Linked DNA regions of Mus musculus: regions 1, 3, 4, 5, 6 and 7 are each linked to region 2. A link is a contact called in public HiChIP or PLAC-seq and promoter capture Hi-C data. All regions are on one chromosome and are shown on one strand. Each heading gives the region's core, a stretch centred on a gene start, on an enhancer-like site or on the middle of the called end of the contact. The rest is flanking DNA. Distances are from core to core; before and after follow the strand shown. Region 1 holds the start of Zdhhc12 (zinc finger, DHHC domain containing 12). Region 2 holds the start of Asb6 (ankyrin repeat and SOCS box-containing 6). Region 3 holds the start of Exosc2 (exosome component 2). Region 4 holds the start of Endog (endonuclease G). Region 5 holds the start of Zer1 (zyg-11 related, cell cycle regulator). Region 6 holds the start of Gle1 (GLE1 RNA export mediator (yeast)). Region 7 holds the start of Kyat1 (kynurenine aminotransferase 1).

Evidence for each region. Promoter capture Hi-C pulls out the DNA fragments that hold promoters and counts their contacts. HiChIP or PLAC-seq counts read pairs in DNA pulled down with a chosen protein or histone mark. Capture Hi-C pulls out chosen DNA fragments and counts their contacts.
Region 1: an H3K27ac HiChIP or PLAC-seq map of embryonic stem cells shows a contact between it and region 2, with 4 times the contacts expected there. The contact joins the promoter of Zdhhc12 here to the promoter of Asb6 in region 2. A contact is called at or near these places in 2 of 39 promoter capture datasets (liver and pre-B cells) and 2 of 115 datasets of contacts at active chromatin or transcription factors (embryonic stem cells and microglia).
Region 3: a contact with region 2 is called in a promoter capture Hi-C map of liver, with 3 times the contacts expected there. The contact joins the promoter of Exosc2 here to the promoter of Asb6 in region 2. A contact is called at or near these places in 3 of 39 promoter capture datasets (liver and pre-B cells), 1 of 115 datasets of contacts at active chromatin or transcription factors (bone marrow-derived macrophages) and 1 of 9 other capture datasets (pancreatic islet).
Region 4: a contact with region 2 is called in a promoter capture Hi-C map of pre-B cells, with 4 times the contacts expected there. The contact joins the promoter of Endog here to the promoter of Asb6 in region 2. A contact is called at or near these places in 6 of 39 promoter capture datasets (the 3T3-L1 cell line, the C10 cell line, hippocampal neurons and 3 more), 6 of 115 datasets of contacts at active chromatin or transcription factors (embryonic stem cells, large pre-B cells, pancreatic cancer cells and 2 more) and 2 of 9 other capture datasets (adipose tissue and liver).
Region 5: a contact with region 2 is called in a promoter capture Hi-C map of pre-B cells, with 2.9 times the contacts expected there. The contact joins the promoter of Zer1 here to the promoter of Asb6 in region 2. A contact is called at or near these places in 2 of 39 promoter capture datasets (embryonic stem cells and pre-B cells), 3 of 484 Hi-C or Micro-C datasets (B cells, Sertoli cells and muscle stem cells), 2 of 115 datasets of contacts at active chromatin or transcription factors (large pre-B cells and regulatory T cell precursor) and 1 of 9 other capture datasets (embryonic stem cells).
Region 6: an H3K27ac HiChIP or PLAC-seq map of thymic regulatory T cells shows a contact between it and region 2, with 6 times the contacts expected there. The contact joins the promoter of Gle1 here to the promoter of Asb6 in region 2. A contact is called at or near these places in 2 of 115 datasets of contacts at active chromatin or transcription factors (large pre-B cells and thymic regulatory T cells).
Region 7: a promoter capture Hi-C map of adipose tissue shows a contact between it and region 2, with 2.1 times the contacts expected there. The contact joins the promoter of Kyat1 here to the promoter of Asb6 in region 2. A contact is called at or near these places in 1 of 39 promoter capture datasets (pre-B cells), 1 of 15 datasets of contacts at CTCF or cohesin (large pre-B cells), 1 of 484 Hi-C or Micro-C datasets (memory CD8 T cells), 1 of 115 datasets of contacts at active chromatin or transcription factors (bone marrow-derived macrophages) and 2 of 9 other capture datasets (adipose tissue and liver).

What each region holds. Positions count from the first base shown.
Region 1 is chr2:30,091,305-30,095,120 of GRCm38.p6, forward strand. Zdhhc12 (zinc finger, DHHC domain containing 12) reads right to left here and starts at 2,331. Exons shown (of 5, transcript NM_001037762.1): 1 at 2,185-2,331; 2 at 1,101-1,237; 3 at 684-761; 4 at 363-529; 5 at 1-262. The coding sequence starts at 2,284.
Region 2 is chr2:30,826,200-30,829,858 of GRCm38.p6, forward strand. It overlaps Asb6 (ankyrin repeat and SOCS box-containing 6), which reads right to left and starts at 2,101. Exons shown (of 6, transcript NM_133346.2): 1 at 1,875-2,101; 2 at 724-899. The coding sequence starts at 1,987.
Region 3 is chr2:31,668,445-31,672,134 of GRCm38.p6, forward strand. It overlaps Exosc2 (exosome component 2), which reads left to right and starts at 2,271. Exons shown (of 9, transcript NM_144886.3): 1 at 2,271-2,417. The coding sequence starts at 2,296.
Region 4 is chr2:30,170,196-30,173,870 of GRCm38.p6, forward strand. Endog (endonuclease G) reads left to right here and starts at 1,329. Exons shown (of 3, transcript NM_007931.1): 1 at 1,329-1,871; 2 at 2,647-2,756; 3 at 3,496-3,675. The coding sequence starts at 1,380. It overlaps Gm31080 (a long non-coding RNA gene), which reads left to right. Exons shown (of 4, transcript XR_866091.1): 4 at 102-140. Spout1 (SPOUT domain containing methyltransferase 1) reads right to left here. Exons shown (of 12, transcript NM_172660.4): 12 at 3,252-3,675.
Region 5 is chr2:30,122,900-30,126,632 of GRCm38.p6, forward strand. It overlaps Zer1 (zyg-11 related, cell cycle regulator), which reads right to left and starts at 1,712. Exons shown (of 16, transcript NM_001290503.1): 1 at 1,377-1,712.
Region 6 is chr2:29,933,601-29,937,384 of GRCm38.p6, forward strand. Gle1 (GLE1 RNA export mediator (yeast)) reads left to right here and starts at 1,809. Exons shown (of 16, transcript NM_028923.3): 1 at 1,809-1,998; 2 at 2,410-2,637. The coding sequence starts at 1,900.
Region 7 is chr2:30,203,883-30,207,156 of GRCm38.p6, forward strand. Kyat1 (kynurenine aminotransferase 1) reads right to left here and starts at 1,965. Exons shown (of 13, transcript NM_001356474.1): 1 at 1,751-1,965. It overlaps Gm31201 (a long non-coding RNA gene), which reads left to right and starts at 1,967. Exons shown (of 2, transcript XR_374214.4): 1 at 1,967-2,109.

The DNA.
Region 1 (3,816 bases), core at 1,081-3,580, 730 kb before region 2:
AGAGGGCCAACCACAGAAAAAGTGGGCCAGGTTTCGAGTCGGCCCTCGGTCAAAGGGGTTGCTGGTGCGCTGGCGGAGGTAGGCGATTCGGTGTGAAGATATGAACTCCCAGGTAGTCGTGTTCCTGGCTACCAGGTAGAGGTGGGAGGCCAGGAGCAGGGCAACCACTAACGCGAAGAAGGAGAGCAGCAGGAAGGTGGTGAACAGGAGCCCAGTGGACCGGAGCCACAGCCCCCAGGGCTGGAAGAACTGAAGGCCAGACCTAGAGGATGGAGAGCTAGGGCTGGGCACTGCAGGGTCCCAGTGACTCCTGTTCCCTGAGTACCTGTGTGCATGCTGTCTGTGCTCCCCCAGGTACCTACCATGCCAGGCACAGGCCCCACAGCAGAACTACCAGCTGCAGTGCCAGGTAGGCCACAAAGAGCGGGTGGTTGCGTTCACCCACACAGTTCTCCATCCAGGGACAGTGGTGATCATAGCGCCGAACACAGCGGCGGCAATCACGACAGTGCCGGGCACGCAGGGGCTGCTGTGGGTACAGAGCGCAGTTTAGGCTTAGTGCTGCCTCCCCCGTGAGTCCTCCTTTGGGGAGAATGCTCAAGGCCATAGTCAGGTCCTAAATTTGGGAGGCAGGGTTAAGGATGGCCTGACTGCCCCCACAAGAGTATGTGTGTATCACCTACCAGCACCAGACAGTGTCTGCAGCGCCGGAGTGGGACGGCCTGAGGAACCATGGCTGCCTGTTCCTCCTTGGGCTCGCCCTGAAAACGAAACAAAGATTATGAGATTGGGGGTTCTCCTACCTTGGGAGGCAGACGATGCTGGGGCCATCTCTCTAGGTGCCACCGGTCCCCATTGTGCAGGACTTGGGGCCCATCTCATGTAGAGGGGACGCATGCACATGGCAGCATACTAGACGTCTGGTGACCTTTGTAAGACAGTTGTCCCCACATGGGTCTTGGGTGATGTCATCATTGTAGGAGCAAAAACACAGGGGTAGGCAAGAGGCTTCATCAAGATGCCCCCACACTGAGTGCAGCTCAGGGCTCAGCATTGAGGTCTCACTCCCCTGTTGGCCTTCGAGGTCCCTGCTTGCTTACCTGAGGCTGGGGCTGAGTAGTCACATAGCCGGGGTCCATGAGTGACACAGCCAGATAAAGCAGCAGGGAGCTTAGCACCAGGAGCAGGAATGTGAGGGGCAGGAGCAGCTCCCCTTGCTCTTCCCATTGGCGTAGCTCTGGGGAGGCCAGAGGACAGTGAGAACCATAGCAAAAGGGAAGGGCAGGAGGCGGTGGGGGTAGAAAGAAAGTAGCTGGAGGTGATATGGAGGCTAGACCTGAGGGAGGCAGGAGGAAGGGGGCTCCCCAGGGGAAGAGTCAGCCCTGGAAGAGGGTGGAGCCAGCCAGGAGCTCCAGCTAGGAAGGTGCCAGCCAGCCTGTTTAAGCCCATGGCAGTGAAGGAGGATTATGGAGAGGAGGGAGGGCTAAGAAGTGATGGACGTGGTGACACCAGACAGCTGAGCGTAGGCAACTCTGGTACCCTTGGGTGAAAGAGAGCCAAGGAGGTTTTGAAGGTGGCTGACTCCTGGTGTGGAAGCCTGAGGACAAAGGGCAAAAGCGATGGAGGAGGGCTACAGAGGAAGCCTCTGGTGGGCTCTGTTCCTTCTGGAAGGGAAACCTAGGAGGGGGCAGGAAGGGGGTGAAGGGAATGATGGGGAAAGGAGATGCTACCAGGCGAAGGTGGGAAACCTGCTCCTCGCTATAGTGGCGTCCCTTGGGGTAGTTAGTCGGCTCATAGGATTTGGGGAGTGGACCGGAAAGCCAAGTCCTTAAGTCTAGCGGATTTCTTAATCTTATTTAGGGAGGGGTTGGGAGGCAATTTCTGGGAAGGACAGGTAGAGCCCAGGGATGGGAGAGATGGGGCCTCTAGTTGGTCCTCTGATGGGCTCTGGTGGTCTTTGGATGGATGGACATCTATCGATGACAGAAAATTACTGGGATTAATTAGGGTCCAACTTGGGAATCAGGCGGAGAGAGGATGATCCCCGGACCGACATAGGAGAAAGACGCTTGAGGAACTGGTGGGAGATAGAAATGGAGATTTCAATGTGTCTGAGGATTAGGGGGACCCCGGTATACCCACGCGTGATCGGGTGGGCTCGGGGTGGCGCGGTGTCCGGCTCACCGGTGTCGTGCAGGAAGAGCACCAGAGTGATTCCCCAGGTCAGCACGGTGTGCCCAGTCCGCACCAGCATCCCAGAGTTAAGCGGCGGCCAAAGAGCCATGGCCTTGGCCCCCGCCCGAGCCCACCCGGAAGAAGCGCGCAGAAGGTGGGGCCGCGGGGCAGCGGGGCTGCAGCAACGCGGGGATTGGTGGCTCTGCATTAGAGGCGGGGCACGGGCGGCTCAGGGAGGCTGTCTATTGGGTGCCACCGGCGGCCCCTCAGGCCAACAGGTGCCCGAGGAGGCTGAAGGCGGGGCCCGCGCGCGCACAGCCTACAACTCCCTAACTCCGCCTCCTGTGGGCCAGGTAACTTTGCAAAACCCGGGAGGCGGAAGCCTCCGAAGACAACCCCACCCCCGCATGCGCATGCGTGCCCATCTTTGATCCCCGGAGGCCACGCGGAGCTTGCTCCCAAGGGGCGATGGGCCGGGCTTGCAGGAGGGCACGCCTTGATGACACACTTTCCTCTTATTCGTTTTCTGATTTTGCAAACGGATGATGGGAAAAAGGAGGGTTCTGGTGCGGAGTCTGGACACGCATGGCCCAGCTTGGAGTCAGAGAAATAATTGTCCGGCCTATGACTCTCGAGGCAAGTTACTGAGCTTCTTTAGGCTACTTTCTGCCTCTTCAATGGGGTTGGTAATAGTACCCGCGTCTTAGACAGGTATTTGTCTCCCCTGCTACCACCACGGCCCAACCAGACTGACTTTCTCTCCTTGTGTTCCTTGAACCTCCCCCATTCAGCTGACTTCCACCTGATGACCCTCTTCTAGCCCAAAGCCCAGTGTGCATGCTCTTGGGATTTGTTTTGGTCAAATAGACATCCCTTTTTCTGAAGAACTGACTTCCTATGGCCAGGGTGGTTATGGAAGGATTGGTTGTCCATCGTGTGTGCGCGCGCACGCACCCGCGCGAGTGTGTATTGGGGGACGGGGGGACGGGGGGCGGTTAGGGCCAATCATACTATTCCATATGAGATTAAACAGAGGCTGGGGATTAACACAATTGGTAGACTGTCTAGCAAGCACTAAAGGCTGGGTTATCGCCCCAGCATGGTATATATGATATGGTGGTACATGCCTGAAATCTCAACAAACTGGTGATAGAGGCAAGAAAATTCAAGGCCATCCTCTATACATGTGGAGGGAGGGGACTAAAGCCAACTAATTGTGTGACATAAAAGCTAGTTCCCAAAGAAGGGGTTGGGCTGTCCACACCTTTTTGTTGTTGTTAAAGATTTATTTATTTGTTTTATGTAAGTACACTGTCACTTAAGATACACTTAAGGGCATCAGATTGCATTACAAATGGTTGTGAGCCACCATGTGGTTGCTGGGAATTGAACTCAGGACCTCTGGAAAAGCAGCCAGTGCTCTTAACCACTGAGCCATCTCTCCAGCCCCTGCCCACACCTTTAATCCAATTCTTTGGGATGTAGAGACAGGCAAAGGGCAGCCTGGTCCACATAATGAGTTCTAGGCCAGCTGTCCATAGAAAAATAAAACAAAAAGATCAAAACAAAGTACACAACCATTTGTGAGTCAGGGAGTGTGTGTGTGTGCAAGCTGATGTGATAGCTGGCTCACAGAAATGA
Region 2 (3,659 bases), core at 851-3,350:
AGAGCAGTCAGTGCTTTTAACACTCTGAGCCATCTCTCTAGGCCAGCCTTTGTTTTCTTGAGCCAGGGTCCCTACTACCTTGCTCTGGCAGCCCTGACCTTGCTAGGTAGCACAAGGTCGCTAGAGATCCTTCTGCCTCAGCCTTCTGCATGTATCACACAGCCAGGCCCTTTGACCATAATGTGGATGGGTTTTGGAATAACCCCCCCTCCCCAACATCTGTAGCTTGTAGGATTCCCAAGTTCCCTGTAGTCTCTGAGCCTGTTTTCCAATGAAAGGCATGAAGGCCTGTGTGGGGGTCAGCACTGACCCCCACAAGCTCATAGGCAGCCCTACCTGTCTCCTACCTCCTAGGGGTGACAGCCAATGGCAGGACAGGTGGCTGGCCCTTCATCATTCCTGATGCGTAAAGAACCTATGCAGCCTGCTGTAACAGATGCCCAGTGTGGCTTATCTTCCCACCTCTAGGGCCAGAGCAAAACCTGCAGGACAGCTCAGAGCAGAGAAATCACCTGCCCTTAGCTCTGGGCATTGCCAGTGTATTCTCTACATGGTAGAAGGATTGATCTGGAAGATGTGGGAGTAGAGGCGCTAAGAGCCCCCAGAAAGACACCCACAGGAAAAGAACAAGGGAAGTCACCCCAAAGACCGGAGGAAAAGCAGTGGCTGGGCCTGGCTGCCTAGTCCTCCTCACCCCACCCCCATCCTCAGGATGCTGCTGACCTTCGAAATTGAGGTTGGCCCCACTCTGCAGAAGGACAGCAGCTGCCCGGGTCAGGCCCAGCTCAGCCATCTTCAGCAACGCATTGCTCACGCCTTCCTGGTAGAATGGAGAGTGAGCCTTCTGCTCCAGCAGCTCCGTGAGGACCAGGATCCGGCTCTCCTCGCTGGAAGCAGAACTGTGCACCAAGAGGCAGAACAGAGAAAGTGGGAACTCACGGGGGCCAGTGGCCCTAGCCTGTGTGCCCTTTCACAAGCATCCACACAAGCTGCGCATGCTCTGTGGGGCACAACTCTTTCTTGGTCAAAAGCATTAAGTGATTTCAAAGCCATCCTTCAGCATGCTGTCAAAGTGCTGGCTCTGCCCCATCTTCTCTCACACCACCTTGAGGGTAGCCCTAAAGCTCTCACCCTTCCTAGACAAAACTACCTACTAAGTGCATCTTGGGCCTGGACGCTGTTCCATATGTTACCCCAGCTCTGACAACGGCCCAAACACCACCTTCAGAGTCACCTGGCCACGACGCGCCTTACTTGCTCTTCGCCCTAATCTCACCCACCAGACCTCTTGCAACAGGTGGGCCCTAAGATCTGACCAACGCCCGGACACAAAACGCTTATCTGGGGCAGCCCTCCTAAATATGCTGGGCTCCGCCAAAGGAGGGCAGTAGCGCCTTGTTGTGCAGCCCTGCGGCCCCGCCTCCGAGTTCTTAAAAACGCCTGGCACTGCATTTACAGAGTAGGCCGCAGAGGAAAGGGCTGATGTGGTTTAGAAAAGACATCCTTGGTGAGACTGCTAGCTCCTCTGCCCCACCCTACTCTGCATCTCAGACCGCGATGCCGGTCTGGGTGCTCGCTTGTCTCTGTAGCACAAGCACTCCGAAGGCGTAGCGCTCCGAGTACCCAAGGAGGTCTGCACAGGGCACACGGACCACACCGGCTTGCTTCCCCAGAGGCTCTCGGAGAGGCCTGCTGTCTGCCGAAAGTCCGGTCGGCCCCAGCCAGGACGTCTCCAGCATCCATGCACAGGCAGCAGAGGCCCGGGTCTTCTGCCCTACAAGACACTCCGAGCCCGCCTCAGGCTGGAGCTCGAGCTCGCGGCCACGCAGCTCCCACTCCCGCTGCGACAACCACAGAGGACCGCAGCGACTTACTCATCCAGGGGCTCCTGCCGCTCCAGATCCTGGATGCCCAGGGCGCCAAGGATGGCGTCCACTAGGGGCTGGTACTCAAAGATGATCCTGCGGAAGCCGTGCAAGAACGGCATGGCGTCGGCCGCGTGTTCCGACACCCACAGGCCACCACCTCCCGATCTACCGGTTCAGACCCCGCGCCGGTGAGCAATCCTCCCAGGCCCCAGTTCCGCACCGGAAGTTATCCTACCACTCCTACTTCCGGTCCGTGCGGGCCTTTGAGGGAGCATGTGAGTCACACTGCCCCCTGCCGCCGGGGAGGACCTCGCGGCGATCATCACTGTCCGGCTCCGCCCCGCACTGAAATTCCCCGCGAGGCCGCTGAAGGGCGTCTGAGCTCCGACGGGGCATGCGGCCCCGCTACTGACTGGCTCCAATCCGAGGTGACACAGGCCCTATTCGGAGCCTGAACACTACTTTCTGCAGCCTACTTGACTTTGGCCACTCTCTAAGGAAAGGCTGCAACCACCTCAGTTTCTCCACTGTGTAGACCAAGTGGCGTAATGAGGATCTTGCACCCCAACTCTTCCCCACAGACGCTGGGGGCAGTTCCTTATTCTCTGTCCCTTGACGCCTAGCCAAACAGGCTGCCCACTTTTCCCACTTTTCACTGGAGGGACTCTGTGAACCTTCATGTCCTGATCTGGAAAATTGGCATAATATCACTTGCCTAGACCCTGAGCAGGAGGAAGCTTTGACATAGCAGAAAGGACTGTACCAGGTAGCGTCCCCCTACGCAAATTTGAGTGGCTGCAACTTTGAGTCCTGCGGCAAGGCCCTGATGACTCTAAAAAGGTCAGTTATGGGGAGGTGTCAATGGTCCTGAGGCTGCACCATCATAGGTGTAGCTCCAATCCCTTATGGGGGCTTGTGTTCTCTCTGCTTGGCACCTGCCATCTGCCATAGAGTTACTGGCTTGGAACAAAATTTCTTCTTTGTTTTAACCAAGAGCCTTCCTGCCTCCACTTCTCAAGTGTTGGGATGCTAGGCTTGGTTCCAGGATAGCCCAGGACACCAAACCCAGTGGCCAAGGATCTTACACAGAATGGGTACACAGCTCCTCTCATGACCTATTTCAGCTCTATGGGACTCTGCACCCAACAGAGTAAACACCAGGTTGGTCATTGTTTATTGGGTTGTTAAGGGAATAATGGGGAAAAAATCTGTACAGGGGCTGGAGAGATGGCTCAGCAATTAGGAATACTGGCTGCTCTTGCAAAGGACCTAGGTTCTGTTCTTAGCCTGCCAGGACTACATAGTGAGGCTCTATCTCCAAGAGGGGGGAGGAGTCGGGTGGAGGGTGGCAGGTTACTGGAGAGATCTTGATCAGCCCAGGTTCAGCTCCCAACACCCTCATAGTGGCTCACAGCCACCCATAACTCTAGGCCAAGGGGATCTGGTGCCCTCTTCTGGACGCTGTGGGCACAGGCACAAAAGTGATGCACATATGGCCATGCAAGCAAAACATCCCTATTCATGGGGAAAAAAAAAAAAAAGTTCCCCTTTGGGCCTGGGAGTTGGCTCACCGAGCAGAATGCCTCGAGTTCCATACCCAGCACCATGAAGACTGGACATCGTGGCTTCCTGCTTTGGGTCTGTGCCTTTGTCCAGGTCACTTCTCCTTTCCTCAGTGGCTCCAGCACTTGGCTTTGGAGGCTGCCCTGATCCAGAATAGCAGTAGTTTAGCCTCCTGACATCTACAAGACCCTTCTTCCAAATAAGGTCACTTTGAAGGTCCCCAGACTA
Region 3 (3,690 bases), core at 1,021-3,520, 840 kb after region 2:
GCTCTTCCGAAGGTCCAGAGTTCAAATTCCAGCAACCACATGGTGGCTCACAACCATCTGTAATGAGATCTGACGCCCTCTTCTGGTGTGTCTGAAGACAGCTACAGTGTACTAAATAAATATGTAATAAATAAATTTTGAAAAAAAAAAGTGATGTCTAATTGAGTGGCAGAAAAAGTGACAAATCAGAGAAAGATTTGACAGAGTAGGATATGCCCCACTCTCATGAGGAAAGGCTATTTAAGAGCACTCCGGGCAGTGCTTATGCCTTTAAGTGCCTTATGCCTTTAATCCCAGCACTTGGGAGGCAGAGGCAGGGGGATTTCTGAGTTTGAGGCCAGCCTGGTCTACATAGGAGTGAGTTCCAGGACAGCCAGAGCTACACAGAGAAACCCTGTCTTGAAAAAGAGGGAGGGGAGGGGGAAAGAAGGGGAGGGGAGGGGAGGGGAGGGAGAGGGAGGGGGAGGGAAGGGGGAGGGAAGGGGGAGAGGGGAGAGGGAGAAGGAGAGGGAGAGGGAGAGGGAGAGGGAGAGGGAGAGGGAGAGGGAGAGGGAGAGGGAGAGGGAGAGAAGCACACAGAGAGGAAGGAGGCAGTTTTACTTCGAGAGTTCCCCCCCACACTTTAGTTTTTCAAGACAGGGTTTCTCTGTAGCCTGGCTCTCCTGGAACTCACTCTGTAGACCAGCCTGGCCTCGAACTCAGAAATTCTCCTGCCTCTGCCTCCAAAGTGCTGGGATTAAAGGTGTGTGCCACTACTGTCTGGCATTACTTCAAGAGTTTTATAGAGACATATTTAAGAAAGAACAAGTGAGACACACGTAAAGACAGAATGAGCCAGACGGTTAGATAAGATTGCTAGAGTTAGTTTGAGGCCAAGCAGGAATTTAGAGGCTGAGAGAAAAGACAAATCTAATAAGTGAGCTGGGAAAAGAGTTTGAGACAGAACAACTGAGTTGAATCAGCCAGCCAGAGCTCAGAAAGAACTAGAAAGGGGGAGCTTATTCAGCAGCAATTCAGAGGCTGAAAACATTTTAGGCCTAGATAAGACTGTACAGAGTCTAGAAGCTTCCAGAACTAGACCTAGGTTAGCAAACAAAGACAGTAAACCTCCCAGTCAACAATTACAACAGGAAAATAAAAGTTACATTTATGCCTCCCTACAGACTTGCTTGTCACATGACTGTTTACAACAGTCATCTTTCAGCAGACACATGTCATCACTCAGAAGAGGTCCTTACTAAAGCACATTAGAGCCATAGGGCAGTAGGTGAGGACAGCACCTAAGGGGCTAGAAGACAAGGCCCACGAGGAGCAGTATTCAGAGGGTTCTAGCTTCTCCTCAGATGGTGTTTCCTGTAAATCCCGGTCCTAAATCTATAGTCTACAAAATATTAGATTATAGTGGTTTTGAGTTGGATGCCAAGGTTCATTTCTCAATCTCTAGACTTGCCAACAATAAATAAAATGATGAAATGGAACAGTTTGGGTAAAAACTCATACAGTTTGGTATGGCAGCTTACACCTGTAATCCCAGCTCCTGGGAGGTGGAGGAGGAGGAGTTCAAGGATACCCTGGGTTACACAGCTAGTTTGAGACCAACCTGGATGACATGAGGCACTGTCTTTAAAAAATCCTACACCTGGAATGGAGAGGTGGTTCAGAGGTTGAGAGTACTGGCCACATTTCCAGAGGACTTGGTTTCGTTTCCCAGCACCCACATAATGGCTCACAAACTTCTATAATTCCAGTTACAGGGACTCCAACATCCTCTTTTGTCCTCTTGGGCATCAAACACCACTACCACTACCACTACCACTACCACTACCACTACCACTACCACTACCACTACCACTACCACTACCACTACCACTACCACTACCACTACCACTACCACCACCACCAAACCCACAACCTACACAAACTCACGTAATCGCAGCATTTGGGAGGTGGAGGCATGAACATCTGGACCTCAGCAAGGTTATCCTCAACTATACAGAGTTTGAGGCTAGCCCTACACGGGGTCGTTCCTCTAAAACAAACACAAAACTGACATCCAAACACCAAACCAAACTAATGTCATATTCCCTTACGACATGAGAATTCATCATTCCGCAGGTGCTTTCTTGCCAATAGTAAACATGGCAGCTTGGTGCCCTCACTTCCACGAGTTAACTTAATATTGCCAATACTCAACATGGCTGCCACACTATCCATTCCCATTGGTCGCTTCTCTGAAGGAAGGCGGGAGTTGAGGAGCGGTGTAGAGCTGCGCCTGCGCAAGTCATTGGCGCCAAGATGGCGTTGGAGATGAGGCTCCCTAAAGCTCGCAAACCTCTCAGTGAGAGCTTGGGCCGCGACTCTAAGAAACACTTGGTGGTGCCGGGGGACACGATCACCACGGACACAGGCTTCATGCGGTACGTGAGGATTTGGGGGTCCCAAGGCCTCAGGAGGCGGCTGCAGAGCTCTCTGCACGTGGCCCGCTGTCCCGGAACCCAGGCCTCCTGTCCCGTTGTATCTAAGTCCCCGAGTTACCCGGGACACATCGGAGCATCCATACTAGTTCCCTCCTTTGCGAGCCTCACGCTTCTGACTCCCGGCATCTTGGCTGCACCTTTGTCAGTTCCTGATTCCCTCTTTTGATCTATGGCGTTCGGAACTTTTGGACCCTTATCCTGAAACTCAAGATTCTTGAGCCTTCCTAGGGAGGGAGAACTGGGGAGGGCTGGTTGCAGGGCCCTTCTTACAACCCTCTGAATGGACAGTGGGGTTGGTCATCTCTTTCAGTGTTACCTCAGCGACAAGCCTGACTTGGAAGCAGTAATTTTGGTGGAGCGGGGGTTGAGGCAACATATTGTACCCAACAATACAAATTTAGCACGGAAAGTCACAACATGTGGCAGTTAGGGCTGTCTATGGAGTCGGACATCTGACATTGTTATCCTTAGTTTAGCACCTTGCTAAGGCCGGTATCCTCACCTGGAAGACAGTGGTGACAACAGGAATTGGTAGGTTAGTGAGTATTAACTGAAAAGTGGGGCAGGAGAGCAAAATCCACCATTGTATTACCACCAAAGATAAATCTGCATTAGGTAGCCAGTCTTCCCGATGTCTGTCCGTCCCCCCCCCCCCGTCGTCCCCCCCCCTCACCCCCAACCCTCCAATCTCACTATGTAGCACTGACTGTCCTGGAACTTACTATGTAGACCGCTCTGATTTTGAACTCAAGAGATCCACCTGCTTCTGCCTCCCAAATTCTTTTTTTTTTTTTTTAAGATTTATTTATTTATTATATGTAAGTACACTGTAGCTGTCTTCAGACATACCAGAAGAGGGAGTCAGATCTCATTACGGATGGTTGTGAGCCACCATGTGGTTGCTGGGATTTGAACTCAGGACCTTTGGAAGAGCAGTCGGGTGCTCTTACCTGCTGAGCCATCTCACCAGCCCGCCTCCCAAATTCTTAACTCAAAGGTGTGGCCGTTTGTCCGTTGCACCTAGTTTGTTCTTTCTTCCTCTTTCTTTCTTTTTCTTTCTTCTTTTTTTTTGGTACAAATGAGATTATAGTGTTTATAGTGTTGCCTCTAAGCTTTAAGTTTAAGGTATTAGATGGCAGATATCTTAGGATTCATTCCTTCATAGTTGCAGCATGTGTTCAACATAGCCGGTGTGGTTGGGGTACCAAAGTGA
Region 4 (3,675 bases), core at 79-2,578, 660 kb before region 2:
GAACTGAACCTGGGTCCATTGCTAGACCAACATGTGCTCTGAACTGCTGCACCATGTCTCCAGTCTACAACTTTGTCTTTTTTTTTTCATTTTTTCAACAGTCTGTGGTGACATACACCTTAAATTCCAGCACTTAGGAGGCAGAGGGAGGCGGATCTCTGAGTTCGAGGCCAGCCTGGTCTACAGAGTGAGTTCCAGGCCAGCCAGGACTACACAGAGAAACCCTGTCTAAAAAAATCCAACCAAGCAAACAAGCCCAAGTTTCATCATAACATGTTCACACATGTACACGGTATTTGTATGATTTCCCTCCATTGCCTTCTTACCCATCAACACCTGCAGATGCCCTATTTCCCAATGTATCTTAAAAGAAAAAAAATTATTATTCAGGCTAGAGAGATGGTTCAGATGTTAAGAGCACTGGCTATTCTTCCAGAGGTCCTGAGTTCAATTCCCAGCAACCACATGGTGGCTCATAACCATCCATAATGAAGTCTGGTGCCCTTTTCTGGACTGCAGGTATCGTGCAGGCAGAACATTGTATATGTAATATATAAATAAATCCTTTTACAAAAAGAATTATTCTATGGATATGAATACACTGTCTTCAGACACACCAGAAGAGGGCATCTGATCCCATTACAGATGGTTGTGAACCATCACGTGGTTGCTAGGAACTGAACTCAGGACCTCTGGAAGAGCTCTTAACCCCTCAGCCATCCCCCCAGCCATCCCCCAATTATCTTTTAATGTATAATTGGTTTTGTCCCATGCTAATGAGTGTGGCTCTGACTGTACACTCTCAGCCCTATTTTCTTCAGTTTTTATGTATCGGTCTTCCTCCGTCTTAATAGGTTGTAAGGAAGTTGATGTCTTAAAATATTCATAAGTTAAATACTATTCCATCTGAAATGTAGGAAATATCTTTAGCCAGCCCCTGACCTACGGACAGGAAACATTGGCCAACACAACATACTTCCCAGGCCAAACCCTTTAAGTGGGTTGAAAAGTATGACCCTAGCATAGCTATTTTCTCTAACCTTATATAGCAAGCTTAGGTTCCAGGCGGCTATCAATAGCTACACCTGCATTCTTCTGTTAATCAATCTAGAGAAATCCTTCGCTCGTTTGGTGGCAGGAGGGTGGGTGCACCTGAGGGGTCTGACAGATCTGGGGTTCTGTCCTGTTTAAAAGCAGGGCCATGTGAGGTGTACATGGCGAGGCGGAGCCCGACGTGGAACGACCAATGGCAAGCGAGTAGGGCGGCACCAGGACCCAGCTACGTCTTAAAAGGGCAGCTGAAGGGCGTCGGGGGCCACGCCAGCACAGGCTCCTTCACTCTGTGCTAACATCAGTAGCGTCCTTGTCCTCCGGTAGGCATGCGCGCGCTGCGGGCCGGCCTGACCCTAGCGCTGGGCGCGGGGCTGGGCGCCGCGGCAGAGCATTGGCGGCGGCGGGAGGGCAAAGCGCCGGGGCTGCTGGGCCGAGTGCCATTGTTGCCGGTGGTCGCGGCCGATCTTCCCGCGCTGCCGGGGGGACCGGCGGGCGGCACCGGGGAACTGGCCAAGTACGGGCTGCCCGGCGTGGCGCAGCTCCGGAGCCGCGAGTCCTACGTGCTTAGCTACGACCCGCGCACGCGCGGTGCGCTCTGGGTGTTGGAGCAGCTGAGGCCAGAGCGGCTCCGTGGCGACGGGGACCGTAGCGCCTGCGACTTCCGCGAGGATGACTCTGTGCACGCGTACCACCGCGCCACCAATGCGGACTACCGCGGCAGTGGCTTTGACCGCGGCCATTTGGCCGCCGCCGCCAACCACCGCTGGAGTCAGCGGGCCATGGACGACACCTTCTACCTGAGCAACGTAGCGCCTCAGGTAGTCTCGGACCCTGGTCGCCCGCCCGACTGCAGCGTCTAGATCTTACTTTACACGTGCACCGTGGCGGGAGGGAGGAATCTTACAGTGGCACTGCAGAATCCGGGGTTTATCCTTCTTCAGCCTCCCGTGGGAAGCAGTGCACCAAGTAGTGACGGGCTGCAGCAATGCCTGTCAGCAAGCCACCCAGTGTGCTTCCTCAGGGAACCCGGGAGCTTGACTCCTCAGTCTACCCTGCTGGCCTAGGGCCAGTCAGGCCTCCAGGGCACACTGTTAGCACTGCACCTGCTCCCAGCAGGGTCTTGATTGTGAAGTAGGTTCCTGGGACATCCACCCAGTGGATGGAGATGGACAGGAGACCATATCCCACCCCACACCTTTTGTTGCTCGATTTTCCAGGCTGCCCAGGAACTCAAGAGATCTGCCTGCCTCTGCCTCCTGAGTGCTGGGATTAAAGGTGCACACCAGCACTGTCCAGTCCCCGTGCCTTTAGAGCTTGACCTAAGGTTTGGGAGTTCCAAGAGACCTTGGGGGTCTCTGAATGACTAATGTCCCCTCCTTCCTCCTTCCCTTGAGATGGGGAAAGCTTAGAGCATTGGAGTGCCAGGAATGGAGTGTGGCTAGCACTGGCTCAAAAACTGTAGTCACAGAGCCGTAAGGAGGGAGCCCTTCTTTGAGCCCTTGTCCTTCAAATGTTTGGGCATTGACATTAAGAGCTGGGGCATGCCTAATGGAAGGTCCGAGGTGTGCTCCTGAGCCTCGCTTCTCCCACCAGGTGCCACACCTCAACCAGAATGCCTGGAACAACCTTGAGAGGTACAGCCGCAGCTTGACGCGAACTTACCAAAATGTCTATGTCTGCACGGGGCCGCTTTTCCTGCCCAGGTAAGCCTGTAGCTGACGGGGCCTCCGACTCCTGTTCTCCAACCTTGGGCTTTCTGTGTCACTGTAGCCAGAGACCTTTGGGTGGCCTAGAACTCTGCTGTGCCCTCAGGTGCCTGGCCCCACACCTGCCTTTGCTCCCCACGTCTGACCTGCCTTACCACCTGTAACCCGTGGCTGCACGGGAGGCTGTCACCCTTGCCTCTGACGTGCTAAGGATTCCTGGCAGACAAATGAGCTGAGCTCCTCGGGAGGGCACAGAAAGCAGCAGCAGCAGCAGCAGCAGCAGCAGCAGCACGGGCTGCAGCACGGGCTGCAGGAGGCAGCGGCTGCTGCGGAAACCAGAAGCTACAGGCATCCACTACAGGCCATCTGGCGTGGCGCGGTGTGACGCCACCCGAGCACCAGGCTGGGGCTGGGGTTCCCCAGCATGGCCTCCCACTCGTGCTTGTTAGGTGTACTGCCTACGGGACAGGTTACAGTCACGTGAGCATAGGTGAGCATCAGGGTCTAGAGAGCTCATTCCTCTAGCTGCGTTTATTGCCTCCCATTCTGTCTGAAGCAGTATTGGGCAGAAAAGCAGAGGTTAAGCATTGGTCCCCACCTTACATAGTTCCCAGACCCAAGGAGGCACCAGGCCCAGCACAAACTTCTTGCTTGTTGGAAGTTAGGAAGGCTTCCTGGAAGAGGTGACCTTGTATGTAACCAGGCCTCTTGGCCATGCGCCCGGGTCTATCCACAGGACCGAGGCTGATGGGAAGTCCTATGTGAAGTACCAGGTTATTGGGAAGAACCACGTGGCAGTGCCCACACACTTCTTCAAGGTGCTGATCCTGGAGGCAGCCGGTGGGCAGATCGAGCTACGTTCCTACGTGATGCCCAATGCCCCCGTGGATGAGACCATCCCTCTGGAGCGGTTCCT
Region 5 (3,733 bases), core at 462-2,961, 700 kb before region 2:
TGGTGATGCCTCCAGCTGATGCTAGAAAGAAGGGCTGCAGGACTGTGTCGTGGGTGGATCCCTCCTGTCATGTACCACACTGCCACACATGCACCCTGTAGCTTAGCAGTCCTATTCTACAGATGGAAAGACCGAGGCAGAAGGTCACCTGCTCACATTCTAACTACGAGGAAACAGTAATGTGACATGACTTTCCCGCAGAAATCTCTTTTAATTTCTGCCATGGATGTTCAGTACAGACAGCAAGAGGGCACTTAAAACACAGGGCTGAAGTACATTGGTCATTTGTCACCTCAGACAATTGATTCTTCTCCAACATTTCAAAAATTACAAATCAACCCTGCATCACAAGCCAGTCCCTAATATGTTCCCTGCGGTTATTTCTTCTCACTTGATTTCCTTGCCACCCACTCTGCCTCCTTCATTCAGACCCAAGCGGGTTCTCTTGCCACCACAGGATCTTTGCGCCTGCTGCTGAATGCTGAGCCCCCAGAAAGCTGTAATGACTTTCTACCTCACTCATCTCTGCTCAGACAGAAACCTCATTAGAGACCTTCCCTGACCATTCTATACAGAGGTCCCAGTCTCTGCTTCGTGACACCTATTACTATCAAACATGTTGTACGTTTATTTACTGAATAAGGCAAAGCACATCGACCCTTCATACCTAACAAGAACCTCTTGGTCAAAGCATAGCTTCTGTGACCCCCCTTTCAATGCTATCTCCACCGGTCACTCTAACTTGAAGCCTGTAGAGAACCATTCTGTCAGAAACATCATTGAGTTAGCTTTTCCCAGGCATTAGGCACCACTACCCCCAACCCTCTGCTCCCCCTCCCGTCTCTGTCATACACACAAGGCACAAGCAAACCCGGGGAAGCTTTGACTGGTTAAAGAGCAGCTAAATCTACCCAGAGCTAGCCAGAGCGGTCAGTTTTAGTTTCACCTCACCTATGGGAGCCATTGATCTTCAGCAAGCCCACCCGCTCTTTTCCGACCCTGTTGCACTATCTTGTACCTTGGCATCGCATTTTGGGAGCTGATCCAGGAGCCAAGCCATCCCTAAGCTTTTAAGTAGCACGGCTTCGGGGGTTGGGAGAAGACCTAAACTCATCCAACAGGTAGGAGGGGCAGAGGCTGGCCTCCTAAGCCCTACGTTGAGCCCCCATTTTGCAAGGGCGAGCGTCGTTCTCATTCTAGAGAGAGCTCAATTTTCAAGGCAAAATCCTCAGACCTGGGTGGCAGGCGACGAGCGCCATCCCACCACTAGCCTGTGGTGGACCTCTGCAAGGAGTCGCAGCGACAATGCTTAGACCCTGAGACAGGGTGAAGAAAAGGATGCAGGTACGTCTCTTGGCTCGGCATTTAGGACGTACCCTAGGAGGGGGCGGCCCTCAACGGGGAGACAGGATGCTTCGCAGGCTTACAAGCGGAGGCTGCGGCCCGGGGGAATCGGCGGCCAAAGCGCCGCAGGAGGTCGGATCCGGTCCGGGTCCGGGTCGGCGGGGCGGGGCGGGGCAGGGCGGGAATGCTGCGACCGGAGCCCCGGACGGAGGCCGTTCCCTTGCCCTCGGGCCGCCGGCTGCTTGGCTCCGGGCCCAGCCCCTCCCCCCGATCCTGTTCCGAAGGCTTGGAGAGCCTGTGGCTGCGGGTGTGCTGTCAACAAAGCGTCACTTCCGGGCCGCCCCTTAGCAGCAGAGGAGGGGTTCTCTCGTCTTGTCCCGCCGCGAACGTGGGCGGAGGCGGCTGAAGGTTCCGGGTTCTCTGGGCTGCTCCTGCCCAAGCTGAGGCCCCAGTCTCCACGTTAGCTTCCAGGGTTCCTTCTAGCGAGGGGCTAACTCGCAGGAGCAGGTTCAGGACAGGATTGACTCCATCTTACCTAGTTAGTGCTGACTCACCCGGTGCCCAACCCGACGTCTTTTGGGCGGTCTCTAAGCAGCCACCACATTGCCCCTCAAAATGTGCTCCTCCTTCTTTCCTTCACGAAAAGGGCCATTCACCCAGGAGCTGTCAGATAGCAGGAGTGAGGCTGTTCTTGGCCACTGCGTTTTCTTCTAGTCACCAAGGATCTCTTAACAGTTGTTTCTCTCTTCCTCCAATAGTGCCCTACTGTCCATCATTTTATCTTTCAAAAATATTATTTTAATTATGTACATAAGTGTATATGTGCTTATGCACGTGACGGCAGCTGCCTGCTGAGGACAATAGCCCCGGAGCCCATGAAGCTGAAGTTACAGGTAGTTGTAAGCCCCACAAACGTAGGAACCGAACAAGCTCTCTGGTCTATACTTCCTTTTCATTTTAAGATTTTTTTCCCATTTATTTATATGTGTGCATGCATATGCACATGTGCAGGAGATCAGAGCACTGTTGGCTGGAGAGGGTTCTCTACACCAGCCACGTTGGTTTCAGGGATCAAATTCAGTCCTCACCATGCTTGTACCAAGCACCCTTACATGCTGGGCCATCTCACTGGCCCCATCACCATTTCTTCTCTTGATTTCTACCATAGCCTCCGAACACAAATCCCTTCGTTCCTTCTGCAGTCTCACAATCAGGGCATCCAGACTTTTCATCTACCTTCTCTCCTTACCCAGTCCCTCAGTAAATTGTTTCCTTCTGGTCTCCTGTCCAGAACGTTCACAGTTGAAATCAGTGTGGGCTCTTTGCATCTCTGTCATTCTAAGCTCAAACAATCAGGCAGTAGGCTTAAACATTTTTCTTACTGCCCTCCACATCTGGTAAACTAACAACACTTTTTGCTTAAGGAATGCCCTGGAGTGAGGTTAGAGAGAAAGAAGGGAGGGGATGTGGAGGCTCAAACCCAGGTCCTGTGGCAGACAGGAATTCTATCATTGAGCGCGCGCACACACACACACAAAATACTATACATACACCTTAATCTTAGCACTCAGGAAGCAGAGATAGGCAGATTCCGTTAGTTTAAGCTAGTTCCATGACAGCCAAAACTACACAAAATAACCATGTCTCTAAAACAAAAAACAAAACAAGAAAAGGAGAAAAAATAAAAGAAAAGAGAAAGTAGATACCTTAAGTAGGAAGGTAAATAACTCAAAATAGGTTCAGGAAGTCCCTGAAACTAACCAGATTCACTAAGACCCTCCCTGCCAGAGAAAAGAATAAAAAGTTGAGAGTTCTTAGTCAAGCTGAGCTGCAAAGAAGATACTGAGACCAGACCAGCTACATGTAAGAAGAGGAAACAAGCTGAGCTGCCTATGAGAGATTTAGACCACAGTCAGGTGGAAAGTACATTTCCCAGTCTGTTTAGCTCTCTGCAGACTATGCTCTGTGCTATAGGTTTCCAGCTTTTCTGAACTGTCATCTTCGCAGAGATGTGCCTTGGTCATGCCACTGTCTTTGAGTCATTTCTGTTCCTGTAAGTAATACCAATAAAACTCACTAGCTCACCAAACTGGACTGTGGTGGTATATTTGGTCTGTCCGGAATTCCCTATCCGGGGTGAGTAGACATGCATGTTGTTAACTTTCTAGGAAAAAATTGTCACATAACACCCTGTGTATGGCAATCCTAACTCAGCAATGTATTGAAACAATTCTACATGCACGACTGTCTTAGTTTAGGGTCACTATTGCTGTGAGGAAACACCATGACCAAAAGCAAGTTGTGGAGGAAAAAGTTTATTGGGCACACACTTGTCCATCATAGTCTTTGAAGGAGGTCAGAGCAGGAACTCAGATGGCAGAAGCCTGGA
Region 6 (3,784 bases), core at 559-3,058, 890 kb before region 2:
TAGACACATCAGACTCAGCTCCATAGATAAGACTCAGTCCTAGCCAAAGCTCCAGTACTCTGCCACCTTCATAGATCCAACATCAGCTCAAGCTCTCTCAAAAGATGCTGCTTTGAAGATCCATGTAGAATAAAACACTTGCATCCCAGGACCAGTTCTGGAACTGGCAAGCCGGGCATGGTGGCACACGCCTGTAATCCCAGCACTCGGGAGGCAGAGGCAGGCGGATTTCTGAGTTCGAGGCCAGCCTGGTCTACAGAGTGAGGTATGCACCACCACATCCTGGCCACAAAAAAAAAAAGTTGAATTTGGCCTATTGTTTGAGAGGGTTAGAGTTCGTAATTGTGGACTACATAGTACAGAGTTCACATCTGGATCCACACTGGGAGGCATCGGAGGAGCACCAGGAATCACAAGTCCTTTGAAACCCCCAAGCCTACACTAACGAACACCTCCACTAGTAAAGACACAATTTTTCCCAAGCAGTTTCAACACCTGGAGACCAGATAGTCAAATCATGAGCCTATGGCGGCCATTCTCATTCAGGTAACTATAGCATCTCAGCCACTCTCACCCAAGTCCAAAATTCCAGAGATTGGCGCTGGAGAGAGTTCACTGGTTAACTACTGGTTGTGCGAGGGGAAGCATCCATCCAGGACACAGAGGAAAGAACCTTGACTTTATCAAGGTGGGCTGGAGAAATGCAGCTAAGGTGCTGACCACATTTGTGGTCACATCCACCAGCAACAGTCCAGCTCCTTTGACATTCGATTCCTCTGGTCTTAGAAGGCACCTACGGTAATCACATGCACATTTTCATACATGTTGAAAATAAATATACCTTTTCCTGAGAGCCAGGGTCCTACCATATAGCTCTGGGTGGCTCAGAACTCATGTAGACCAGCCTTGTCTTCAACTCAGATCCCCTGCCTCTGCCTCTCATGTGCCAAGACTGAAGGCATGCACCACCATGCCTTGGCTCCTACACAATTTCTCAATAAAAAAAAAAAAAAGTTGTCAAATGTAGACCACCACATGCATGTGTGGGTATGTAATTTCGATTCTATTTTCTGAACTAGTGTAAGCTGTGCACCACAGTGTTGAGCTGTAGAACTGTTTGGATTGGGGTCCATTCCTGGGAAGTTTTTTTCCTAGCTAGGCCTTTTCCTGGCTGTCCTGGAACTTACTCTGTAGACCAGGCTGGCCTGGAACTCAAGAGATCTGCTTGCCTCTGCCTCCTGAGTGCTGGGATTTAAGTTATGTAACGCTTCACCCAGATCATTCTTGGGGGACTCTTGTATTAACGTTTGTAAAATATTTTATTAGAAGTCCAAAGATTTTTTTTTTAGTAAAAAAAGTATGTATGTATGTATGTATGTATGTATGTATGTATGTATGTATGATGTGCGTGCGTAGAGTAAAAGTCCACAAAGAGGGCAATGGAACCGTCTGAGTTGGAGTTTCTGTTGTGAGCTATCATGGGGTGTTGGAAAATGAACCAGGCTCCACCACAAGGACAGTAAGGACTGTTAACGCCCGAACAGAAAAAATACTGCTTGTTCTCTTGAGGTTCTTATCCACCTCAAACCGCTGTCACGGACTCATGAGCAGTAGATGGGTCAAAAACCGCAGAGCATCACCCTGGCAATTGTGACTGCGAGAAATTACATTGAGATTCAGATCCACGTAGGCTCGCTAGTTTAGCCTCAATCCCGCATTCTTGCTCTGGCCAGGGGGCGGCGCTCACTAGTGGGCGGGGCGCTGCTGACGGACAGGTTCTGCGACCGTTACGGAGAGGCTGCGCCGGATGTGGGGCGGACACCCCGGAAGCGGAAGGCGGCGCCACCTCGGCGGCGGATTCGAGGGTTTGTTGTCAGTCGTGTCAGCTGGTGACATGCCATGCCGTCCGATGGTCGCTGCTGGGAAACTCTGAGGGCGCTCCGCAACACCAGCAAAGGCCGCCTGCGCTACGACCGCGAGTGGCTGCTGCGCTACGAGGTGAGCGGCGGCCCGCGGCCCGCGTTTAGCAGGCTCCCTAGTGACCGCGGTGGAGGACCGGGAGTGGGAACGGGACGGGACGGGCTGCGATCCTTTTTTTTTTTATCTTCTGTATTAACTTATTTGCTTGGGCCTTCAGCTGTTAAGCATCACATGTAATAATGTCTTATACTTACCAATGGACATACAAATAGGGTTAACCGTGCCGGGCATAGTGGCGCACGCCTTTAATCCCAGCACTTGGGAGGCAGAGGCAGGCAGATTTCTGAGTTCGAGACCAGCCTGGTCTACAGAGTGAGTTCCAGGACAGCCAGGGATGCCCAGAGAAACCCTGCCTCGAAAAACCAAAAAGAGAAAACAACAACAAGAAGAACAAAAACAAATAAATAGGCTTAACCTTCTTCTCTTTAGGATGTTTTGGAAGAATGCATGTCTCTTCCCAAACTGTCTTCTTACTCTGGATGGGTGGTAGATCACATCCTACCCAACACCTCAGGCCACACGCAAGAGAGTGCTCCTTCTTCTGATAATTCACCATCCTCTGGATCTGCATCTGGCTTGTACCAATCCTCACTACTAAAATCTCCTGTCAGAAGTAGCCCACAATCCCCGTCACCCTCATCACCAAATGGAACCCAGGTAAGGCTTAATTTGCTTAAGACAAAAGACTTGTTGGCTGCAAGGTTGAAATGTTTAGTCACATGACAGTGACTTGGGGGAGACGATTTGTTTCCCATATCATCGTATCATCCACTGTTGGTATGCGTGTATGCGCATGTGTGTGGAGGCCAGAAATCAACTTTAGGTCTTGAGTCTCAGAGGCCTCATCTTGGGTTGTGAGGCAAGTGTCCCTCATTGGCCTGGAGCTCATCAATTAGGATTAACTGGCCAGTAGTCCCAGAAATCATCCTGTCTCTTCTTCTCTAGTGCTGGAACTCTTTTTTTTTTTTTTTTTAAGATTTATTTATTTATTATATGTAAGTACACTGTAGCTGTCCTCAGACACTCCAGAAGAGGGAGTCAGATCTCATTATGGATGGTTGTGAGCCACCATGTGGTTGCTGGGATTTGAACTCCTGACCTTCGGAAGAGCAGTCGGGTGCTCTTACCCACTGAGCCATCTCACCAGCCCTAGTGCTGGAACTCTTAAGTGCATGCCACCATGCCATTTTTATAAGGATCATTAGAGTCAAACCTTAGGCCTTCCCTGCTTGTACTTTACCCATTAATCTATCTCCCCAGCACAGAAGAAACACCAGTTTATTAAAGAGAAGCAGTGTAACACCAGGTGTGGTGGTGCACACCTTTAAGTGCAGCACTTGGAAGGCAGAGGCAGGTGGGGTCCTGTGAATTCAAGACCATCCTGGTCTACAGAGCAACTTCTAGGCCAGCCAGGGCTACATAATGAAACTCTGTCTTTAAAACAAACAAACAAACAAAGAAACGAAAGTTTTGTGCTTCTTAGCCTTTTGGGGAAGATGGAATGTAAATGAGTTAGGGCCAGGAATGGGGAGAGAGAGAGAGAGAGAGAGGAACAACATAGCAAAGTTGATGTCATAATACACAGCGTTCCCTGTTGACTGTTCTCATTGGCAGCATGAACCTGGGAGAGCAGGGCGTAAAAAACGAGGAAGACTGATGTCTCATATGATAACTAACTTTACTCAGAGATTCAGATAACTTATACTCTGAGGGAAAAGTCACCTGGGTACTGTATTCAGTCACAAGGACAAGCCACCAGTGGGAAAACGTTTTTCCTTTTTCCTTAGATGAATTTAAATGAATA
Region 7 (3,274 bases), core at 715-3,214, 620 kb before region 2:
TCATGACAAGGAAAAAAAACCCTGAAGTTTGGCCTTAGATGTAATGGTCCCAGCTCCAATATTGCACTAGCTATGGAACATGGGTTGTCTTGACTTAGTTTATCCATCTGTAGAATGAGTACAGCAGGTCCAAGAGAGCCGGCCCTGCTCTAACAGTGTGCTCTTTGCTAACCCCTTAGGACCTGAAGGGAGGCTGGGCAGGCATGCTACACACTTCTCTGTCACAATCTTGGAGAATTCCCCCTCTAACTTCACCCAGTCTGGTTCCTTGTACTATACAAAAGTTTTCAACACGGGCTGGTGAAATGGCTCAGCGGGTAAGAGCACTGGCTGCTCTTTCGAAGGTCCTGAGTTCAAATCCCAGCAACCACATGGTGGCTCAACCACCCATAATGAGATCTGATGCCCCCTTCTGATGCATCTGAAGACAGCTACAGTGTACTTTTTATAATAATAAATAAATCTTTGGGCTGGAGCGAGCAGAGGTCCTAAATTCAATTCCAACAACCACAAGAAGATTCACAACCATCTGTACAGCTACATAAAATAAATAAAATAAATCTTAAAAAAAAAAGTTTTCAGGGCTGGAGAGATGGCTCAGCGGTTAAGAGCACTGACTGCTCTTCCAAAGGTCGTGAATTCAAATCCCAGCAACCATATGGTGGCTCACAACCATCTGTAATGCAATCTGATGCCTTCTTCTGAAGACAGCTACAGTGTACTTAGATATAATAATAAATAAATCTTAAAAAAAAAAGTTTTCAGCACAGGAACTGACTGCCAGGTTGTCTGTTGCTCTCACAGAAACATAGGGTGGAAACAGTGTCCTGTTGGCTGTGAGACCCTGAGCTCCCTACTAGGTCGACTACACAGGAGATCCAAAAATTAGTGCTAAGGCTCCCAGGAAGCAGAGGGAGAGACCTGGTGTCTTCAAACCCTCCTGCGGGTGGGAGGGGAGTGAACATCTGTGGGAATCCTTTTCCAAACTCTGTGCCTCACCCATTGGTAAACAGAACTGGTGTGTATAAAACGGTGAACCCACCAGCGGGGCCACCTGGTGTCTACCATTGTGGTCACATTTGTTCATAGATGATACTCCAGGTCTATGGAGGACTGTAAGCCTTGGAGTCCACCTACGCGGGACAGCCCTGTTCTCTTTCGTTCACCCTCTCTTTCAGCCTCTTTCAGCCCCATTTTTCCTGCAGGTCATGTGGCATGTCTGTGATATGCCTGGTAGAACATGGGTTTTGCACATCTGACCATAGCAGGCTTCAGTAGGACTGAAGGCTATTCTTTCTGTCCCATTAACTTAAAAAATATTATTATTATTATTATTATTATTATTATTATTTTAACCTAAGTTATCTTGGAAGTTGTCCCACATTAGTACATGAATCCAATTGCCGTGCAGCCCGGGAACCGACAGAACCCAGAAGGACCCACAGAGACTATTGGCGCTAGCTCTGCAGGCAATTCTCCGTTAGCGCAGTCTGCATCTTCTTGGCCAGGACTACCTTGGGAGAGTGGACGTGGGTGCAGAGAGAACTAGTCTAACTGGTTCTGTGACTGAGTGTAGAGCTGCCAAGACCGCGTGTGCAAGTTTTTCTCAGGGGATAGATCCTTCTTTCAGAGAAGCTACACATCACATACAAACAGGAGCACATGGATCAAAGAGCTACAGCACTCGCAAACCTTAGCTAACTTCAACACACGATCTAGATGAAACCCCGCACGGCAACCAGGAACTGACCTGCTTCAGCAAACAATAGCGCTGCTCTGTCCAATAACCCGCGACCCCAAACGTATTCCCAAGGTTGCAGAAGTCTGTTCCTTTAAAGAGGCCGAGCCCTAGATGGGCTACTTCCGCCCAGATGCAGCTTAGCTCAAGAGAACTGTCAGAAGCAGTGCGAAGCTCTGTGTGCCCTTTAAAGACTGGGCGACAGCCTAGGATCCCCAAGCATTTGCGCTCGGTGACATCACTTCCGGGGCGGAGACCTAAGAAGCGGTACAAACAAAACAAGGAGCCAAAGACCCACGGCGCGACTGGCTGTGGGTAGCCAGACCCAGGACTAGGGCTGCCTGCGTGGCGGCCGAGAACAGCGGGCCTTGGTGAGTGGGTCGAGTATGGAAAGGGACGCGCTGTCACCTCCCTGAATCCAATGACGCGGGCCCGACCTCCGCTCGCACCTCTCACCCGAGTTTCCGCCGCGGTCCCTGCAGATCCACGCCCCTCCGCGCACGTGCACCTTCCCAGAGGTTCCACCCGGGCTCCCCTAGTACTTGGTGCCGAACTCTTTCCTTGAACCCCTCCCTCTTTCTGATCTGCGGGACTATTCCCTGGTCTTTGGAATCTCAGGCTGGAAAAGACCGATTCTCCTATTGGTTTAGCCCGTCGCATGTATGCATTGGGCAGGAGTGACAGATCTAGGGAGGTGAGGTTGGAAGAGCTGGAGGTCAGCAATGACGCGTCCAGGCTGAAGGAACACAGCTTGGGAAGCCAGGGGACAATGAAATTGGAAGCTAAATTGAGAAGGAAAGAATGGAGGACCTGAAAGTTTCAAAGACCTTCTGCCTTGGAAAGGTGGCAGCAAAACCTTCAACCCCTGCTGACTGTTCTGCTCTCTGGAGCACACAGACTAGCAGACAGCGCAGGAGGAAGGGCAGGAGGTCTGCTTCTTGTGCTGGGGACGGAGGATAAGGAGGATAAGAGTATGTTCCGAGGCTTGGGACAGTGGAAGTGACCTGGCCACACAGTTGGTGAAGGTTAGGTTCCCCTGTGGCAGTCCAGGGGAAGCAGGGACTGGAGGCTAGTGTTGTGAGGAGATACTGGGGTGGCTTGACTCCCTGCTTTCCCAGTTCCATAGCTTGTTTGGGTTTTGGGTGTTGACTCTGGACCTTCTTGTCTCCCAGGGTCTGTAGAGGACAAGGCAGGAGACCAAGAGACGTTTGTGACCCACCACCTCCCCAGTGGTTTTCGTCTGCTGAGGACACCTGCTACAGAGCAGTTTCGTTACACTTCAGTGGCCTTTGTAGAGAGTGGGGGCTTCTGGGATTGCCCTGTGAATCAGGAATCCGGGCAGGTGGCTGGGTTTTTGACTTGCTGCTTGAAGGAGCTTCAAGGGAGGAAGCAAAAATGATTGCAGGTTTTGTGGGGGGACCGCAGAGGAACCTAGGTGGGATACATATACTAACCTCTTTGCCATCCCTGGGCTCTTTCACCTGCCCTGTCTTTATGGTTGGCCTTGGACTGGGACTTATGTTGGGAAATGTGTCC